Linked DNA regions of Zea mays: regions 2 and 3 are each linked to region 1. Evidence: chromatin contacts called from public Hi-C data. All regions are on one chromosome and are shown on one strand. The core of a region is the stretch at or near the end of the contact, and the rest is flanking DNA. Distances in the headings are between cores, read along the strand shown. Region 1 holds the start of LOC100285614 (40S ribosomal protein S15a-like). Region 2 has its middle 75 kb from the start of LOC100383498. Region 3 holds the start of LOC103639036 (serine/threonine-protein kinase EDR1).

The links. A called contact is a pair of places that touch in the nucleus more often than the background predicts.
Region 2: a contact with region 1 is called in a Hi-C map of ear, with 2.7 times the contacts expected there. The contact joins the enhancer-like site here to the promoter of LOC100285614 in region 1. A contact is called at or near these places in 2 of 25 Hi-C or Micro-C datasets (ear and leaf).
Region 3: a contact with region 1 is called in a Hi-C map of ear, with 4 times the contacts expected there. The contact joins the promoter of LOC103639036 here to the promoter of LOC100285614 in region 1. A contact is called at or near these places in 13 of 25 Hi-C or Micro-C datasets (bundle sheath, ear, endosperm and 5 more).

Annotation. Positions count from the first base shown.
Region 1 is chr9:128,432,096-128,434,643 of Zm-B73-REFERENCE-NAM-5.0, reverse strand. It overlaps LOC100285614 (40S ribosomal protein S15a-like), which reads left to right and starts at 1,276. Exons shown (of 3, transcript NM_001158505.2): 1 at 1,276-1,527. The coding sequence starts at 1,398.
Region 2 is chr9:128,032,235-128,034,782 of Zm-B73-REFERENCE-NAM-5.0, reverse strand. No RefSeq gene overlaps it. Among protein-coding and RNA genes, the nearest start is that of LOC100383498, 75 kb to the left of the region's middle. Within about 2 kb of position 1,267, at least 20 of the 20 cell types and tissues checked have an H3K27ac peak or open chromatin away from gene starts, as enhancers often do. A contact at or near this core is called in ear and leaf, where this site is marked.
Region 3 is chr9:128,144,266-128,146,813 of Zm-B73-REFERENCE-NAM-5.0, reverse strand. LOC103639036 (serine/threonine-protein kinase EDR1) reads right to left here and starts at 1,264. Exons shown (of 9, transcript XR_004852756.1): 1 at 555-1,264; 2 at 157-480; 3 at 1-42.

The sequences.
Region 1 (2,548 bases), core at 27-2,526:
ATCGGTTCTGGAACCGATTAATAGGTCATATCAGTCGATAAATCGATGTCAAACCGAGCTGATTCAAAAAATTGTTTGAATTTAGATTTGGCCGGCTTTTATCGGTTTACACCGATAAATAACGATTAGTTGCTAATCGGTCTTGGCCAGTTTTTGAAGTCCCACTGGTTTGGTGAACCTTGTCCCCGATTGACAAAAACAAAAGGTTATCCACAACGGTGATCAAAGTTTGCGCCTTGATGCCATATCCAACTGGAACGAGTTTTTGTTGTAAAGGATGATCTCAGGTTTTGGGAAAGAAACAAACCAAATTTAACAAGACATGAAAAGTTTAATTGAGTACATACAACCAAACAAGGGGATTTGCAAGTATTTAACAAGCTAGGTTAGGTTAACCTTGCTTATTTTCTAGCTAGGATCGGAATGAGTCACACGACCACTGAACAAGAAGATTCAGGGCCTGTTGTTTCTCTAGTGCTAAAGTTTAGCAGCTGACTAAATTTAGCACATGCTAAACTTTTGATAAACTTTAGCATTCGAGGCTTGTTGGTTAAAATGCTAAAGTCTTGCGGTCCTCGAGGAGCATGCTGCCAATGGTGGGGGAGAGAGGAAGGGGTATTCAAAACAAAATAGGGTTGAGAACCACTTTTAGCATAGTTTAGCATCTTTGATGGAGCTAAAGTGCTAATGAGTTCTAAACTTTAGCACAACTCTTTTAGGGGGTGTTTGGTTTCTAGGGACTAATTTTTAGTCTCTTCATTTTATTTCATTTTAGTTCCTAAATTGCCAAATACGAAAACTAAAACTCTATTTTAATTTATGTATTTGGAAATTTAGGGACTAAAATGAAAAAAATGGAGGGACTAAAAATTAGTTCTTAGAAATGAAACACCCACTTAGGTCCTGTTTGGAAGCACCCAATTTTTAAGAAACTGGTTTATAGAAATTGGGGTGGTTCCAAACATACCCATTTATAACCAAGTTTATAGATATTAAATTCTCAGGTTTTTAAAAACCAAAAAGCTCTTCTAACTAAAAGATAAAAACTGTTTTTTTAAAAACTGTGTTGCTTCCAAACAGGATTTTAGTCACTTGTTTGTTTCTTTAGTAGCTAAACTTGAGTAATAAGTGCGGTGCTAAAGTCTAGCAAGGAAACGGGAAAACGACCTCACCTGGGCCCTCCACCACGGCTGCTCCGGCTCAAACATTGGCGCATGGGCTGGGCCTTCCTAGAGCGCTCGGCCCATGTTTAGGAGTGCCGGGCGTGCGCGCAGCGTGCCTCTTCCTAATCCATCGCAGAGCGCCGCCGGCGGGTAGCGCTACTGCTAGAGGAGAGGAAGCGGAAAGGGCGGCGGCGGCGCTTGTGGTCAGTCAAAGATCCAACCTCCGGACTCGCGATGGGGCGGCGGATCCTCAACGATGCTCTGCGCACGATGGTCAACGCAGACCGGCGGGGGAACGCGTCGGCGCTTCTCCGACCCATCTCCGGCGTCATGGTCTCCTTCCTCAACATCATGAAGTACCGAGGTAGTATTCCGCCTCTTACTAGGTATCTGCCACAACCTCCTTCATGACCAGCTAGCATACCGCCGCCTCTCCCTTCGCCAATCTTATCTCGTCGTCGGATGTTCCCAAGAAGCACACCAAAGCTTTGATGCCGCTTCTAAGTCGTTAACAGAGTAATCAACCCATTTCTAGGAGAATCACATCTAATAGTGACTTGCGAGTGGCGTGCTGGTTTAAGGAGAAAAGGGTACTGATCCCCTCATGTTGACATCGAAGTTTGCTATGCTCCTTATACGTTGATAGCAACTTATCACACCGAACCACCTCAGCTTCAAATTAACTAGTAAATTGGTCGTGCCTTGCGCAACTCGATCACCAATATGTTTTACATTTTAAAAGTGTTGCTTTAGACATATACATTTTAAAAATGTTGTTTTAGACATATATGTCTGCACTCGCGTACTCGAAAAGTTATCGTTAAGGTCTTGAGGATACAATAGGATATAAAGTTTGGATCAGGCTGCAGCGGTTCACTCGAAAGGTAACTCTAAAATACGGTTGAAAAATATGGTGTACAAATTTAGAGTTGCATGAGTGTAGATAGCTTAATCATGCACACATCAATGAATTAGTGAACTGAAACAAAGAAAGAAAGATAGGTTTACAACTTGTTTGCCAGTTGATGAGTTGCTATAGCTCTCCTCATTCCTCAGGTTTCCAAGTCAAACACTGATCTTTGTGCTGCTATACAATAGTTATTTTTTGTACCCACTAATTTTCCATGCACATACCTTATTAGCAATTACTTTCATAAGAGATGACAGATTGAAACTTTGAGATGGTATGTGCACCAGTCGTACCATGGACTCACACTCACACAACTAACTTATTAAGGGCTTACCCTGTTTGGTGATATAATTGATCAGTGTGCTATCTCCCAAATTAGTTCACGCGGGCAGCGACCGTCCGTGTCCTGGCCTCCACACGCATCACGGCATCAACACCTAGAACACCAGGCCCTCCCCCAGATTCGGCACGCTGA
Region 2 (2,548 bases), core at 18-2,517, 400 kb after region 1:
AAGCCTAGGTTCCAGGCTTCCAGCGAAGCCCTCGCTTGGTCGCTCTCACTCCAGACCCTCCCATCTCTCCTCTCCCACTCCTACCGCGACTGTCACCTAGAGTACAGATACAATACATACGTATAATTATTGTTAGGATTTAAATATGTTGTATGTGTAGTGGGCAAACGGATATATCCGTGACTGTTGCCTAGAATTTGCTGGATTTAAATATGTTGCATGTGTAGTGGGCAAACGGATATATCCGCGGATATCCGATACTGTTTTTTATCCATAGCGGATAACGGGTACGGGTTCGGATACCAGATATAAGTCACGGATATGGATGTCCAGAGATACTATCCGTGGATAGTTTATCCGTTGCCATCCCTACTCGCGATCTTGTCGTCGAACCCTGCTGTTTCGACATCATCGGCTCCGCTGCTTCGACGTCGTCGACCCTGCTGCTTCCGGCCCGTGTCATCTACCAGTATGTTTGATCAATGCACATTATCTGATTTGACTTTATACTCCAGTTCTTCTGATTTATATATTCAGAATTTAATCTAAAAATTGTATAATAATTCAACAATAATTTATATTCGAAATTTAATCTGAAAATATCTAATAATTCAACAGACACCTAGACGGGCACAAGTAGACCACCATTCTTTGGTATGCGCACCCTGTCAGAAAAGGAAGCACGAATGCGAGCACCTGGTTCGGCAAAAATCTCCCCAAATCTGGTGCACGGCCGTCGCCTAGGGGCTGGAATCGAGCAAGGAATTTTATGTGCGAACTTGTCAAACAACCCGGCCCGAAGGAGCTTCCTCACCAATGCAACCGCAAATCAGGTCAGGAGGGATTCTAGAATTTTACGTGCGAACCCTGACCTTATACCCATTCGTCACGCAAGAGGAATAGAAACTAGGGAAGATCTCATCTCACCCGGACACCGCCGCCAAATGCCGCCGGAAATAGAGGGAGATTCATTGCTGCCCAGGCCGGCATCCAACGCAGAGAAGTCTACCGCCGCCAACGCCGTCACACTCAACTCGATGTCCAGTTGTCCACTGACCACTGCTGTCTGTCTAGGCCGTCCGGACTGCCGACACCCCCGCGGAAGGAAAGGTTAGTCTTTGATACCGGCCGTCCGCCACGGTACTGGCCGCGCGCACGGGCACGACCAGCCGACCAGCCCGCCGCAGAGGCCGGAGAGCGCGCGGAGCGGTGCCTTGGCGGATGGCGAGGCATGGGCGGAGGCAGGTTCATGGGCTTGGACCTCAGATAGCGCGCATGGCATGACACACGTGGGCTGGGTGGATATCCGTCCATCCCATTTCACGACAAGACCATCCGGGTTCCGTTCATTTTTCTGGGCCGCGGAAAATCCAAGCAGGTCGTAGCTTCTGCTCCCGTTACCCCGTCAACCCAAATGGCCGGCCCAACCTCTCTCAGTTACCCCGGGTCTGAACTGGACTGGACTCTGGAGCATGCTGCTTTTGGTCTGACCCAGAAGACTTGTGTGTGTGCGCGCGCGTGTTTTAAACAATAATGTTTAAAAGGGTCTATCTCTATCTAGATTTCTAGAAACTAGCACTTTTATTTATAAATAAAATACCCGGCCACACCACATGAATGGACATGACTAACTAAACATTCTGATACGAAACCATGATATGGTATAAGATTGAGCTTACCAGTATTAAGCGGTGTACAAAACACTATTGTATCAGTTCTACAGAGATACGGTAGACACTTTAGTGTTTGGAATTAATAGACGATGGAATAGATATCTACTATTTGCTCCATTCCATAATCCAGATGGCGTGATTGGCCGGCCAGCCAAGTTATGCCAAAGCAGATAGCGTAATAAGGAGATGAGTCACACCACCAGAATCCAGTGTTTCTTAACTTTCTTTATCGATCCAAAACAAAGGATCTATGTATCTTTCAATTTCTTCAGAATTTTTCAAGTAGATACTGGAAGATAAGCATGACCTATTCGCTTGTGTTTTGTATTATACCTCTTGTAGTTTTGAAATTAAAATTCTTTCCCATAAAATAATATTTGAGTCTTGGATTAACTTGTTTAGCCTCAAAATAGACTACAAAAAATTAGGGAAAAAACTACCTAAATTCATGGTTTCAAAATAGACTCCAAAAAACTAGAAACTAAAAATTCTTTCCCATAATATAATATTTGAGTCTTGCATTAACCTGTATAGTCTCAAAATAGACTCCAAAAATGTATGTGTTTATGTAAAAGGACCGCTTTGATACTTGGAGTGAATAGACACTACAAACTTTTTTTTTAAAAAAAGTTAGTACATAAAAAAATTAAACACGACACTCTATACTAAACCCGGCCAAGCTGACTTTGCATAGTGGCCTTGGCACAATGCTAAACCCAGCTTGGTTGGGTTGTAATGTCGGTTTGGACGAGTTTGGCCAGCGCAATGCCAAGTGTGCCTTTGCGCCTCGCTTCTCTTCTACGTCAATATAACTTGATGTGTGCTTTCATTATAAGTGTATGGACACCTTCACACACTCTCTACAAACACAAATC
Region 3 (2,548 bases), core at 15-2,514, 290 kb after region 1:
GCAATATTGGCAACGAGTCCTGGCGCGGGCACGAGTCATGCACTACATGGCCACAAGGAATGTAAGTCATCGCATTGTTAAAGGTCAGCCTAACATCAGGAACAAAATCAAATGCACTTGTGTATGAAATAGATTTGAGCTTCTTCTGGACGGTACCAAGATCTCCACGCCCAAAAGTGCCGTCAAATCCGATCTTAGCCAGCGGTGCAAGCAAGCGAGCAGAGCACCGAGCTCTGGCTGTAGTCTGTAGAAGGGACCGCAAACACAGCAAACAGAGGAGCAGAGTTTGAGTAGGGACCTTGGCAAAGCCCTCAGCGGTGCCGGTTTGCGTGCCGAAGAAGACAGTGACCCTCTGCCTGCCGTCGTCGGGGTCCGGCTCGTCCTTGTGCTTCGCGGCGAGCGGGCGCGGCGGCGCCTGTGCCGCGGCCGCCCGAGGCGCGGAGGAAAGCTAAACACTTATTATGGTGCTTCGATCCGTCCCTGGTAAGGAAGCTAAACACTAACTCAAAACTCAACTGTACGTACACCACGACAGTGACAACACCTATTCTTACAATTTTGGCGAGGTCGGTGAGGACATGGGTGGCGCGCTTGGTGGCGGCGAGGTCGGCGTGGCACCACGAGGACATCAACCTGCACACAGATCTCGTGAGCAAGAACTGCGTGGGAGTGGCAGCAGTAGATCTCGGGGGTGCTCGCGGAGCCGTCCTCCTCCTCGTTGCCATCGTCAACATCGGTGCTGCCGAGCGAGGACATGGTGGTCTATGCTGCAGCGGCAGATGCCTCCGGGACGGAGGTGCTTGTCGCCCGCAAGGACCCCGAATGCGTGCCAGGGGAGCGGGAGACGGCGGCGCCGAAGATGGGGGACGGAGTGGCGGTGCTGAGGACGGAGGCGGGGTCAGGACCGGGCGCGGATCGACCGCGAGATTAGCGGGTGGGGGTGGGGAAGGGCGAGGGCGGAGGCGTGGATCCCGCGGCGCCGGGATGGGGCGGTCGCGGATCTCGCGAGGGGGAGGGGCACGGTGCCGTTGCTTCGGATCGGCGGCGATCTCGGGCGGGATTCGCGCGAGCGCAGAGGGTCGCTCGTAGACGGGGGCGGGGGCACGGTGATGCGGTGGACGCCCTCGTTATGGTCTTAAGGAATAGTAGAGATAAGTAACTCATTTGCTGGTGTGGTTGTTGAGGTGATAGATGAGGTAGAGTTTGGGCCGAGTTTCCAACGGGCTCGCTTTGCTGGACAGTTAATTTGCTACTATATATGGGCCTGCACGCTACAACAACCAAGCCGTACGTGCTACTACTCGATGTTTTTTTTTTGCTTGATTCTGCAAGTATCTTGCACAAGGATCATTGACGCTTGTCATCCCGTCCGAGCATTGCAGCTAGGGGCATAAAACCCGAGCCCGAAGCCCTATACCCGAAATACCCGAACCCATACCCGTTTAGCCCGAAGCCCGTTACCCAAATAGCTCCAGCGGGTAATGAAACTGGATACCCGAACTAAGTTCGGGCCTAATCGGGTACTAACCCGCGGTACCCGAAGTACCCATTCTACCCGATATCCATTCTACTAGAAGGCCGCCAGGCGCCAGGCCGAGCGCAAGCTCCACAGCCCACGGCCCAGTTGGCAGCCTACTACGAAATCGAAACCTCCCAATCCAGCCAACCCTAACTCCTGAGTCCTGTCTTCCTTGTCCGGCTGTCCTGAGTCCCTGGCGCGGCACCAGCGGCGGCTGTTCCAGCGGCGGCTGTTCCTGGCGCGGCACCAGCGGCGGCTGCGGCACGCCCCCCATTGGCCATCGCCTAGGCTACAACTGCAACCTGTCCAGCCGGTCGCACGCCAGCCACCAGCGCTCAACGCGACGCTAGCGTCCAGGCGCCGCGGCCTCACCAAGGCGCCGTCCAGGCCAACGTCCAGGCGCCCGTCACGCACATGCATTGCCCGAGTGGACCAACAGGCAACAACCAAGTGTGATTTGAGTTTGTGATTTTGTCAAAGGCAATAACGGGTACCCGAATTTTACACAAACCCAAACCCGAATTTGTGGGTACCCGAAATTGCGGGTACCCGAAATTTCGGGTACGAGTACGGGTTCAACTGTTGAAAACCCGAAATTTAAAAAACCCGAAAAGCCCGACCCGAATTTTCGGGTAAACCCGAACGCCCAGTCCTAATTGCAGCCCCACAGTGTAGCCTGCGGAGGAGAAAAGAAGAGCTCTTGAGAGCCACTCTGAAGTTACAAATCTAAGAGCATCTTCAAGAGCTCTCTAAAAAATGACTTCTCAAAATTAATTTTAGTTGACGCCTAAAAAATTAATGGAATGAATTTTAATCCTTTCTCTAACAGATCTCTTAAAGCGGTAGATTGTTTCTGTGGAGCCTAAAAAATCTCTCATTTGTAGCTATAAATGAGAAAGTTTTAAGGGCTATGAAAAAGTTGAGAGCGTTTTAGAAAAACTGTTGGAGACATGTTTTTATGTTTTTTCAAAAAAAATGATTTAAAGAGAGACTTCTAAGAAACCCTTAGAGATGCTCTAAAACTCTCTT